Regions from separate parts of the Pungitius pungitius genome. Here region 1 is linked to region 2. A link is a contact called in public Hi-C data. All regions are on one chromosome and are shown on one strand. The core of a region is the stretch at or near the end of the contact, and the rest is flanking DNA. Distances in the headings are between cores, read along the strand shown. Region 1 holds the start of lars2 (leucyl-tRNA synthetase 2, mitochondrial). Region 2 holds the start of mrpl13 (mitochondrial ribosomal protein L13).

Region 1 (7,117 bases), core at 4,074-6,573, 190 kb before region 2:
TGATGAGGTAAAGGGCTACTCTCACTTCCAAGACCTACCCCACTGTCCACCTGTTATATGTCAACTAAGAGCTGAATATATATTCAGAAAAAATAAAGACAAATTTTATTCAACATATTCCATTTGGGAAACCTTTAAAAATGTCATTCATGCATTTTTCCATTCAAGCATGAAATCCACTTTGCTCTGTGCAGTTCATTTGACTTACCTAAACAGACTGTGTAGGTAGGCAATATATCAAATGCAATAAATAGAAAGCCAAAACAATGACATGACAATAAACTTTTGTTTCGTCCAGCTGGTATCGATGAACACATCTAAGAGCGGGAAATCCAGCAGTCCGTAATCCCTCAGCCTGTTTGTTCATCTGTTCTCTGCGCTGAGAGCTTTGTTTGTTTCTCTCAGCCATATTGTGTACTCAGGGAAAGCCAGATTCATCAATAAACATGTGACTCCAGTGTGCTGCAGCAGCAGGGGTTTTGTACACAGCGTGCATTACCTGGCTGCTGTCTCTGATGCAGAACAGGACACTCTCATCGACCATCCCTTGCCTTGCCCTCTTTGTATTTTGGATCCAACACTTTATCACCAACAGCAAGCCTGATTACATTAACAGCCGGGGCCACAGCTGCAGTTAATCTCAGTTTTGTGGGGTTGTAATAAAAGTTTGAAATATCAGGACTGGAAGTTGAACACCTGGTCCATTTTGGCGAGGAGGGTTTTCGAGCTGCGGTCACCATGCGAACCAGCGCTGGCTTAAACTCAATCCCGGCCCCTAAAAAAAGAGTTGCAGTGGTGATCAAAACGTGCCTGGAGGGCCGGGACTGTCTCCCCAACAGGAGAACAAAGGGTCAGTTTTCCAACCAGGTCTTATATATCTGATGATATGTGAGTTTGCTTTGTAACATGAACACACACAGCAGCACAAACTCGACAATTCAGATGAATAAAATAGCATTCATTGGAGGTGTGACACATTGCTTTTATATGTTATACGCGTTGGTGTCATTATGTCCATCCTCTTAAAGACATTCTTCCCTCTTAAATCAGTTGACAGTTGATGCATCTTGCTTCTGGTAACAACTTCTAATCAATTTTAACCAAATCCTCTTCCTAACAATGTATTCATAATGCATCAGCAAAGATAATAAACTATTAACTGAATCAGATCATTGACCGAAGGCGAAATTGTGATGAATTATTCTCTTTCATCCTTGCAGGCTTGGAAACATGAATCTCACTTGTATGAATGGTTTTCGTCTGTGATGTCTAAATGGTGTCATTTGCTCCAGATGCCCGCCTCTGTGTATTTGATGTGAGGACCATCAGAAGTGAAAGGTGCTTTGGTGTCGATTTGCACCTGAAAGCCTTCATCCACTCGTTTCTGATTGCTTATGAAAATGAATTCTACTCAACATTTTTTTCTTTAAAACAATCATGTAATTGTTTGTATGTCTTTCTGCACATTCATACATCTCTCTGCTGCTTCGCAAACACTCCCGCGCACTTCCAAATGCTAGTCCCTCCCCATTAGATATGCTCTAAGTCTAGACAACGTACTCGCGAATGGAGCAAGAAAATGTAAATTACTTTTGTGTTCATTACTTATGCTATAAAAATGTAAATTGCTTAGTGACAAAAATGCAAATGAGACTAAGATGAAAGTCTCTTGTGCCGAAGGAGGATGTATGAAAGATTCATTTTCTTAAAATGTGACTCTTTATTCAGGAAACCAAGAGGAGGACTCCTCTGTGGTGGCTGGCTGACACCATTGGATCAGACACCATTTGCCCGACTCACTGGCTCATGCGGACAACTGGCTTCACTAAGAAGTTTAGGACTGAATATCCTCATAGACGCTATGTTCAAACCCGTCTTATTTCACATCCCGAGCCCGATGAATCCTTCGAGTCTCCGATCGGCCTGTCATACTCTCGCAATCACTGCCAGGACTCATCACCACGGCAACAGTGGGGTGTCATGGACACATTCTGTTTTGTCGATAACAATCACAAAGCTAATTTCTGTCGTCGTTGTTTGGTGTCAGTGTCGCTAATAGTGGAGTCACACATATAGGATGTTGTGTGTCTTACATCTGTGAGAGCATCAATCACACAGCTGCAGCAGAGAGAGTTTATCGCCCTAATATCTCCTCTGAAGAAACAACACAAGTGACCCGCTCAGTCCGCAAAGAGATGGGAGATGGAGACAAACAGCGGAGTCAGGACAGCACTGAAGTACATGATATTACTTTCAGGCCTTGATGCAGAACATCCAAAAAGAGAAAAGGCTTCATCAACTCCAGCAAATCAACTGAACAACTTCTCTGCTGAAAGGAGTTTTGTCATTATCATTTTTAAGGAAAAGCCCAGGTAATATGGAGATTGTATGCAATTTGAAATATGTGGGCAATTACCAGGTTACAAGGGGGTAAAAAAGTTATTTATGCCAATTGTAGGAGAGACCATTTTAGGAGCTCTACCCACACCGGAGTAAATTTCTCTGTGATTGGCCTCAGCTGCTCCGATGTTGATGTCTTATTTTTATAAGCTTTATGAAATTGCAATGCAAAAATGTTGTAGCACCTTTTTAAGTTTAGGTTTAAATAACTACTTGATAATAATAAATATCCGTTCCTTTGTATTAAAAAGGTTTTTTTTCTCATTGTGGATTATTTTTATGAACTTAAGTAAAATGTATAAAATTGACAGTACAAAATTGTCCCAAATGTACAAACGTTGTCTGACACAAGTTGAAAACAATCCAATGGACTCTTTAAAGCACTGCTATAACACAATTGTATACTTTTTTTGCCTTCATATTATGAAATATATCCCAGATTCTGCTAGACTGTAAAGTTATAGCGTGCTGTTAACATTTAGGTGAAGGCTATACGTCTGGAATTTCATTTAGAAACCAGTGTATTTGTGTGTTGGAAGATTGTCAGCCTTAATTACAGCCAGTAGGAGTGCATCGAGAGTGGAGCGGGATCCGAGGAGTTGTACACTAATTAGCTACATTAATTGGCGAGGACCTGCTCTGAATTCAGACCGAGTGGATAGGGAGTCAGAGAGGAGGACGGAACAAATGTTTCTCATCTCGTCTGCTGCAGAATCTGCATTTCCCATCTCCAGTGAGTGAAAAGTGTGCAGCACTGCAGGAGAATAAGAGCAAGAAAGACCAGGATGGAGAGTGATGCTGCCTGCCAGGCACTTCTCAAGTGATTATTTAAGATCTTATTCCAGATCCAAACCTCCTCTTCTCCTCTGTACTTCCATGTTTCTCTCTCGGGCTTTTGTCCTCCGTGAGAACAGATAAGTGGAGGACACAAGGGGCCTGGAGATAAGATCACACTTATCCGTCTCCCCCGGAACCACGGTCAGAGGCGAGCCCAGACCCATCAGCTCGTCGTTCTCCGGGAGCTGAGATGGTGTGAGATTAGTTTTCAGTGGCACCAACGGCCTACTTCTCCTCGAAGCTATTGGGGATTGTGAATCACACACTCGTCCATGAAAGGTCATCGTGGACGGGTGAAGACAAGTTGGGCCTCCCACCCCTCTCCCTTCATCAGCTTTCAACCTAACGCATTGCTGCTCCGGCCACTCTCCGTGGCCGTTTGTCATCTGGTCCTCTGCTGGCGAAATGCAATCTTATGCCAACGCAAGGAGAGAAGGGGCGATTACCTTGGGCGGTTTGTCGTGGCTGAGGGGTGGGGTGGGGGTGGGGGGGGGGTGGGTGGAGAAGGAGGATGATTGGGGTTGCTTTCAAGAGTGATTTGTTTGAAAAACAACAACGGTTGCTTGTACCTGAGCTGCAATGAGCAGTCCAGAAATGCACATCTTAAATGCAAAAATAAAAGCTGGAACGACGTTTCCATCCAATAATTAAATTTTTTTACTGTTGATTATCATGAAATAAGAAAGGAATGGAAAAATGAGACAAAGTTGGCAACTATAGAGACGATGAGACTTTCACAGAACCGATTCCACTTTTTATTTCAGTGAGTTCTTTTTCCCCACAGATTTCCAGCAATAAATTGGCTTTGCTCACTCAGACGATCCCAAAGGACATCGGGCCTCCATCTGCTGCCGTTATATCATTTGTCCTTATACATCAAGCTAAAGAGGATCATCATTTTGAACACAATATTGTCCTGGAGGAGACGGATTTCACGCAGTGCAGACTTATTTGATAAAGAGATTACTTAGGGATAGTTTATCTTACTACTATATAATAAATATAACAATATTGCAGTGTCAGTGAAGATATACTCACAGAAAAGTTCCCAGAGAGACAGATACGCAACAATAGTCTCTGGCTGGAATCAAATGGTTACCGGTTCTTATTGACTCAGCCTTTGACCATCGGTCCAATCAGTATTTGTAATTTGTGTGTAAGCTGAAAAATGTGTCTATTGCTATCTAGTGCTATTAAATGAGTCTAGTATTAAATCTCACATTAGAGCTGGTCTAGTTTAGTTATATTAGATTCAACAAATGAAAGCATTTCACCAAAGGCTGTCTAGAAAAAGTAACTTTTACGCTAACTTTCTTTTCTCCTCAATTTCTTCCATTATAATGACCAGGCTTTATTTCTCCTTACTTCGTAAAAGGTATTTGATATTAACAGAATGGAGCACCAAAAAGAAAATGATCCGGAGGAGCATATCCTCCATATGTGTCCAGGGAATTTCAAATCAAATGTGTCCAGGGAATTTCAGATTTGAAAATATAATAAATAATTTAGTATTCCTTGTATCAACAGAGGGACGAACTCTGTTACTGTGATGATGCAAGAGAGAACCAGCCTTCCTCTGCATCTGCAGACATATATTCAGCTGTATGTAGAGTGTTAGTGTCTAAACTGTGTCAAAAACCCATTTCCCTCTCTAGTTCCTCCTCTTCAGCCACATCCTGTTGTGCATTGAACAAAGGCGCCCACTTAGCTCTGATATACGACGGTCGACCAGAACAGAGCCCCGGGTTTAACTCTCTGACGTCAGGAACTGAGGAGCTCTATCTCCTGCTAATGACCCCCCACCCCTCTTTTTCTCTCCCCTCATCGGCTCTGACTCCTTCCTTCATCGCTTCTAGTCAGATCGAAGGTGAGAGCCACAGGGAGCGCTCTATGATGAGACACCGCCCCTCCGTGTTCCTCCTCACTGAAAACATTAATGAAGCTCTGGTAAACAGACATTTATCCACACAGACGTTTGAAAATGATAAAGTGCACAGAAATGTGTTGTTGGTCCTCATAAAACGTCTCTTGGAAAATAAATGCATCGTGATCATGGTTTGTCCTTGTCGACGTGCGCAGTGTTGATAAAGTTGATTCAAATCCAAGATGGCGACGCCTATGGCGAAGACGTGATCCAAAGAAACGGCTCGATTAGACGGCATTTCATATTTGACTTTCATATCATCGACTGTTGGATTAATGTCCCTTCGACCATAACACTTAAATAAACCAGGAAACACAACGGTAGGCAATTTCAAAAAGGCGTTTCTTGTAAATGTAACGTTAAATCTTCCATCGTGATCCGACCAGCAGACAGAATAAGCAGTCAACCAGGAAAAAAGTCATTTACATTTAACCCCATGGCAACGCTACAAGTATAACTTGTATTTTTAACCAACTGGGAACCAGCTGCTCTGCTGTGGACAACTAGCATGCAGCTTTATAATGTCATGCTAGCCCATCGTAGTTTCCCAGACATGGTCCCTCTGTGTATACACAGAGCGCGCTGAGGACCCCAGCCATGCTGACCAATGGGGACAGACTGGATTCAAGGTTAATCACGTGTGTTTGTCAACATGTGTGTACTATCCGATGTGAAACAATAAGAGTAGTTAAAATACCCGACAACTCCTTTTAGATGGGACTGACCAGTCTGCAGAAGTAGGCAACAACATTTCACTATTCATAATCGTGATTCAGAGGTAAACATTGATTGTAATAGAAGTGTAATAGAAGACATTATATTTTTTACTAAATATTTTTGTATTCATTTATTCAGTTAAGATTATTGGTCATTTAAGGTGTTATTTATTAAAGTGGTGCAACTATGAATTATTTTAATCCGTTAATCAGTTAATTGCTTTTTTATTTCCACGTGGTCGTTAAATTGTCCAGAATTTGTGTCTATATCAGTTTATATAAATTACACTTCAAAAAAACAGACTATACCAGCAAATACTTTTGAAGAATTAGGTTTAATTCGGAAGAATTAGGTATTTTCACATTTTTCGAGATCAATCTGTAAAATTGCCATTTTTGCACAGGACTTTATGATCACCCAACTGCAGGCACAAATATAATACCTGAGCTTCTTCCACAACTTTTACAAGCCAAACCACATTTCAGTTGGTGCCCCAAAAAGCTGAAGCGTGACACCATAATTGGAATAAGATAATATAGATGTTCAGAGAAAGACGTCCTCTATTATAGTGAACTAACGTCTTTACGGGAGAAACACGAAAGGATGAGCTAAGTCACCATAGAAACATTTTCACTGTTTTTCTCGGCTTAGCCCCCTCACTTGCACCTTTTAGAGATGCACACAACCTTGAGTGCTCAGCTTCAGCCTGAGGGAGGAGCGTTTGCTGCTGCAATGCTCTGGTTATACTCCAGAGAATTTAGTGAAAAACACATTAGCCCAAGCCAGATGGTGGCGGAGAGGAGGGTGCTCAGTCCACCAGAATAATAAAAAGTTATCCTGCTAAAGCTCTGTCCATCATGGTCAGTAAATCCTTGTCTGATTCTTGTTAAATAATGTGGAGAACTTCAGTTTCAAGCTAAGTGAATTAAAGAGCTGACTTAGATGAACAAACAATCCTCCTTTTTATTTACCTTTATTCCATCTTTACCTCTGGAACCACAGCGTACAGACAATCACTTATCTAACATCTATGGAGCTGTCTGAGATTCAGATGCATCACTGCTGGGAACATATTCTCTTGACTGGTCAGGTTTACAGCAGTTGACTTGTTACCTTGGAAACACATTTAGGTCAAATATTTTCATTCTAACATGCAGTTGACTGTTGCTAATTTTGTGTGTTGCTGTGCTGATTTGAACTTCGCTGTCATAGCAGGGTAGACACAAACATGCTGTGGAA
Region 2 (6,168 bases), core at 347-2,846:
GGAAAAAGTTCAGAAAACATCTCATTCTACGGATAGTATGAGTAAAAGTATAAAAATTAATACTTTTAATTCAACACAGGGACAGGCATAGCTGTTAAAGGGAAGCTAAATATTCATCAAGCTTACACTCTACTGACACCATGTGGCCATTCTATTCCACAACAAGCTCAAACAAAGGGTGATTGGATTCTTTATTGAAAGAACAGTATTCTATGCATAGCGTAAAGGTTACGCCTATGTCCGACAGCTAAATACTACTTTATGTAGTGTGTGTGCTTCCACTTACTTAGTGCATGGTAGATAGGCTTGTGTTTCCCCTGCAATCTAACAGAACACATGGTCGCGATCTTCCCGGGGGGCTGCTGTCTGGCATCGATCAGGAACCAGGAACGAGCGAAGGTCGCCCATTGCTGAAAGACAAATGAAACAAAGAATCTGTTGAATGAACGTGCATGGGACCAGCACATGTTTGTTGGTGCGAGACAAAACAACAAAGCTTCAGCTCAGACATAGATATACATATATTTTGCCAGCAACTGTTTCCAAATCATGTCTCGTATAGGAGTTCAATTGGTTTGACCCTACATTCAAAGAGAAAAAAGATATATATTAAGTTATGTTAGAAGAGCGCGTCACACTTTTTAAATTTCTTGCAGGTAAAAAAAAAAAAGACTTCCACAGAGGATACACCGGTTTGTCCTCAGTCATCCCTACTCAAGAGGTATTTTAGACATTGGAACATTGTTTATGATAAAGCTCGAAGTTTGATGTTCTGCTTCAGCCACATCATAACCATCAGAAAGATGCTGAACATGTTGATCATGTTCTATAAGCCTCTTTGGTCTTGTTTATTTCATGTCACGTGTTCCTTGTCTATTGTGCTCTGTCCATTTTTATGGGTCTGTACAGTTTTTTTGGTGGCAAATGAGTTTTCCCATTGAGGATAAATAACGTTTTCTAACCTAATCCACCTACTCAGTGCAAATATTCTCCCCTTCCCTAAAAAATATAAAGCACCTGAAGCCCATAGATCCGTTTTAACTATTTTTTCATCATTGATGCACGAACTAACTTCATATGCAACATGGCATCACTGTGATGTTCGTCCTGAATGGATAGTAGGATCAAACAGCCCCATTGCGCCTTTAAAGTAATTTAACGTAAGCATGTTAAGGTCATTTTAGAGCTAACGTTGCTAAATGAACGTTTACCGAAGCTGACAAAACATTTGGTTATTGCACTTCTTGCAAAATAACTGCGTTGGGTTATACAAACGTGACAATTCACACAATTCACAGGTGAATTAACGTTAGTAGCTAACGTTAGCCGTTACAATATTCACATACTTGCATGTTGGTTGTTAGCAAACGTAAGCCAGCTAGCTTTATATGTATGCCTTCACAACATACAAACACACATATGAATCTGAATATGTAATCTGTACGATTACCTGGGCAGATCTGGAGAAACTTGACATTTCTATGAAACTACCAGCACATCATCGAAATCATATGACCCCAGCTCATGAGAGGCGGTCCGTTCATTACTTTATCTCGGTTGAAACAATAGTTGAGACATTAGTGTTCCTATGCTAATGGTCATTCCATATTTAGCTTCTGTAGCGAGAAGTACTACTAATTCATAGGTACACACAAGCCATTCACGCATGAGGCTCACAAACACCTTGAAATAATTGCTTTACGGTAATTGTTTGGGCATTTATTTTATTTCTTTCGAACCACCGTTTCTTCCCGGTGCTACTTTGACGTCGCACCTCAACGTCGTCACCAAACTTCCTTCCCACCGGAAAGAAAGAGAGCGGGGAAATTTGACAGTCGCTATTCCACCAAAGTAACATAAAGGTATTTTATGAACGTACATTTTGGCATTCAAAAGGGGGTTTGTTCATTAAAACGTCGTCGATGCAGCCTGCCGCCTCACCCAAAATGAGAATACTAGAGGAGGTGCAGGCCACTCTGCAGATCGCCAAACTGAAAGAAGAAGATCTACAGAAAACAATTCACTGCCTGTCTTTTGGGGAAAACGTTTCATCTGCAGACTACTGCCTCATGGAACTGGATGACACCCTGTGCAAACACATTGAAGCCGGGCAAAGGTAACGTTTTTAAAATAATGTGAAAGAATAGGCCTACGACAATAAGGGTATTGTTTAATGGGTTTGTGTTTTTCAGTTTTGCCTGATTTTTGCATTTATAATCATGTAAAATGAATATGGTTGGTCTAATCTGTTTTTGTAAATTGACTTTTTAATAAACTAATCATTTCAGCAGTACTATTTATTCTTTTAAAACCTGGTGAGAGCACATTGTCTGCTAATTAGTGTGTACCCCCCTTCTGTCGCAACTCTTTAATGTGGTTGAAGATAATTGAAATTGATTGTGTAAATGTGATTGATGCAGCATAACTAACAATCATTTTCTCTTTACTTCCCAGTTTAGTGATTCGAGGGGACACGGACGAGCGAGCAGTGCTCTGTAGCGGTGACAAGACCTACGATTTAAAAATAGCAGACACATCTAACCTACTGCTGTTTGTACCAGGATGCAAAACGCCAGACCAACTAAGCAACAGCCAGGAAAGCTCCCATTTGGTGCACGCGCAGGTATGGAAACGACAAACTCACACGTACCTGCCTGGCATGCTGCAACAAGACTCAACCTTCCGTTTACAGATGTAGGTATTGGTTAGTTGCAATAATGACCGTTGTGTACTAACAATACCCTAATTCTGTTATAGATCTGGGGATTTTGTAACAGCTACTGGGAACTGAAGAGACAGCGTCCTAAACTGAAGAAACTGAAGGAGATTTTAATGGAGAATCCTTATAAAGGACCAGCTCTAGGGGGGCAAAAGGAAAATCCAGAAAACAGGGTAAATAGTCTACAGAGAAGTCATTTATCATGTATTTATCATTTATCAGTCATTTATATAGGTCTGTGTGCATAGGCATCAGGCTTATTGCAACTTAATTGCTTTAAAACGTTGCTGAGAACAACACTCAAATAACCTTTACTTAATTGAATGTTAAGTGTGTGCCCCTCTTTTAGATTTGATTCTAACCTTTAGTGTGTGTTTTTCTCTTACCAGTACTCAATGCAGGATCTGTTGGACAGGATCCAGTCCAGCGAAGAAGAGCTAAAGACTCACTTAAAGACCATCCATGCCTGTCAGATAGATGGTGAACAATGACATTTTTTAAGAATAAAAACATGTGTACTAATTGTTAATTGTCATGTTCTCCTGGGCCGTACATCACAGGAATAATTCTTTCACAAGTACAATCTCTCTATTTTTAGCTGTAGTAACTCAAATGTATGTTAAAAAAACAGATGATTCCTGATTTTTTAACAGTGTCCTTTCTGTCTTTCAGGCTGCTGGCGCGTGTTGGACTTTGACTACGAGATGAAGCTGCTTGGTCATGTTACTCAGCTGGTAGATTCTGAGTCATGGTCCTTCAATAAGGTTCCCCTTCAAACAAGTCTGGAAGAGTTGGCTCCACTGGAGCCCAAGTAAGTTAACGACAATGATGCTCATGCAACAGGAAAAAACAAACAAGGTTATAGTGACTTTCTGAGAATCTATTAAAAGGTCATTTATAATGGATGTAGAGGCAGAGCCTCATAACGTCTCCTCTCTTCACAGAGAGATGATTGAGCACTGTTTGGACTGTTATGGGAAGCGCTTTACTGAAAACGGTAAATAAAAACAATCTCTGAAGACTCAAATGACAGAACTTGAGTTCACATTACTGAAATGCTGCTAGAATATACATCAGAGTAATTCCAAACATGATACTACGCTGTAATAACATCTTTGTATGATTCTTTCTAGACCACGTCTTTTATGCACTGCATGAGGATAAAGTATGTCAAAGCACGGCGTTACTCCTGCTGCAGAACGCGGTGAAGTTCAACCTGCGAGAGTTTCAAGAAGTCTGGCAGCAGAGCGTCCCAGAGGGCATGAGCACAAGACTAGACCAACTAAAGGTAAGCCTGTTTCTTGATGGTCATTGACTGACCTTCTCAAAATGTTAAAATTCAAATTAAAAATCATCAGTCCATGCATTTATTTAAGTAGTAACACAAGCGGTATGGCTTCAAGCAGCCCAGTATTAATTAAAATCCCCAGTCATCTTCTCATCTTATTGTGTTTTATGCCAGTTTGCATTTCTCTACCTGAAGATTTAATTAGCATTTACTTTGTCAATTTGACGAGCACTCTCCAACGAGCTGTAGATAATCATGCACCTGTAGTCAAGGAGTGACTTGCTGTTCTGATTTGCGTTTCAGAGTGTCGCATTGGTGGACCGCGCCTCTCGCCCTGAGACCATCTGCCTGCTGCGGGTGGAGGATCTCTCTGAAGACACGCTGGAGCGCTTCAACCACCTCTTCACAATCAGAGAGAAATGGACGGAGGAAGACATCACGCCTTACATACAGTATGTGTCATCTATTCAGGACATCAGTGTCATGTTTGATGAAAGCAAGAAACCTTATGTAAAATAAGATATCCCCAATACTGAAGGAAGTAAACACATAAGTTATTTCTTTAGCTATTTGATTAATTATAATATGTAATTCCTCCTCCCTCTACTTCATTCAGGGACCTGTGTGGAGAGAAACAGACCACCGGAGCTCTACTGACCAAATATGCTCGATCTTCAATGCAAAATGGGATCAAGGTGTTCAATTCCAGGAGGCCTGTGGCTACATGATTATGTCGAGAATCTCATTTTCATTTGAAAAATTAATATTCTCAGTGACGGTTGCAATTGACAAAGATATTATACACAATTGTTCTTAAAAATGCATTGTTAGCATGGTCTATTATCTTACAGCAACCAGTTTGCTGGTAAAGTGTAGGATGCTAAAAAAAAACTAAACTCAATCTTTGTCACGAAGCTTCATCTTTATTGCAGTTGTTTTTCTGTTAAAAGTTGATCAAATTATTTTTCATCCTTCAAATATATTTGATTTACCTGATATGGATATTTTTTTTTTTTCATTTCCAACATGACTATGTATATGCAACAACATGAACTTACCAGGTGCTGGAGGTTGTCCACAAGGTGGTGGCCTATGCTGATGTATTCAATATGACCTCCACCCAGTGGCAGATTACAACAGCATGTGCTGGCTGATCTGAAGCAATTACCATTATGAAAATAATTGACAAGGTATATCTTTCCAGCTATCTAAATGAGAACATTTTCTTTTACTACAGTAAACTCACTGTTGCACAAGGTGTCAAAATTGGCTTTGGGCATGTTACCATTTGTTTTTTTATGAGTATATATATCCCCTAAGAGCACAAATCACTTTTTTTGTTTGTTTGCATCAGTTTTTAAGAAATATGCTGAACAGCCTGTAAATATTTTACATGCTGCAGCCTAAGCGCAAACTGAGAAAAAGCTCATTAACACATTTTGTTGCCATTTTGTGTTGTGTGGATTTAAAATCTTTTCATGGCAACTAGATGTTATACAAAGTGATTTATAGTTTGTTTTTTTTGGCATAATCGAGCTCAAACATCAAAACCACCTCGGCTCAATTGTTCATTGGTTCATTACAAGCTGGTAAAACACGTTCTTAAAAGTAAATAATCGCATCAGTTCACAAATCATTAAAATGAAAGACCTCCATATGGGCTGCTATAGGGGTCAGATGTGTACCTTTAGTTTATAACAAGCGTTCAAGTAATCCAAAATCTTTTACAGAAGTTCTGGAGCGCTTATAAAAAGAATCCCGCCAAAATGTAATCCTTTTCAAACAGATCTGTCCATCAAATGTCTCTGTTAAAGCTTCCATGTGTTTGTACACAGAAGACTGGTTAGTTAGCCCTATGAAAGCTGGCACACATTCAATTTTAGAAAATGTAAATAGTTTCATTTCGGACGAAAGGGTCAAAGGAATTAATTTACCCAAATTTTGTTTCTGAGGTTAATACAGATAGGGCCCAGATTGAATTGAGCCGTGACACAGAATGTGTTGGTGGTGCAAATGTGTGACTCAGTGTTGGACATCCGCAAACAGTTTCTTTACCTTCTGTGTGTGAGTCATCGCTACGGATACACAAGAAGGCCTGGACAGACACGGGCCTGCTTCAACACAGACGTGATCCTACTCACACACATCTGTGTGTCTAAAG

What was found. A called contact is a pair of places that touch in the nucleus more often than the background predicts.
Region 1: a contact with region 2 is called in a Hi-C map of muscle, with 2.0 times the contacts expected there. The contact joins the promoter of lars2 here to the promoter of mrpl13 in region 2. A contact is called at or near these places in 2 of 2 Hi-C or Micro-C datasets (both in muscle).

The regions. Positions count from the first base shown.
Region 1 is chr11:9,865,262-9,872,378 of fPunPun2.1, reverse strand. It overlaps lars2 (leucyl-tRNA synthetase 2, mitochondrial), which reads left to right and starts at 5,323. Exons shown (of 22, transcript XM_037454624.2): 1 at 5,323-5,481.
Region 2 is chr11:9,675,025-9,681,192 of fPunPun2.1, reverse strand. It overlaps mrpl13 (mitochondrial ribosomal protein L13), which reads right to left and starts at 1,596. Exons shown (of 8, transcript XM_037452892.2): 1 at 1,451-1,596; 2 at 287-410. The coding sequence starts at 1,477. dscc1 (DNA replication and sister chromatid cohesion 1) reads left to right here and starts at 1,733. Exons shown (of 10, transcript XM_037452889.2): 1 at 1,733-1,862; 2 at 1,929-2,116; 3 at 2,455-2,623; 4 at 2,758-2,892; 5 at 3,109-3,199; 6 at 3,392-3,530; 7 at 3,664-3,716; 8 at 3,853-4,007; 9 at 4,311-4,459; 10 at 4,624-6,168. The coding sequence starts at 1,947. The coding sequence ends at 4,735.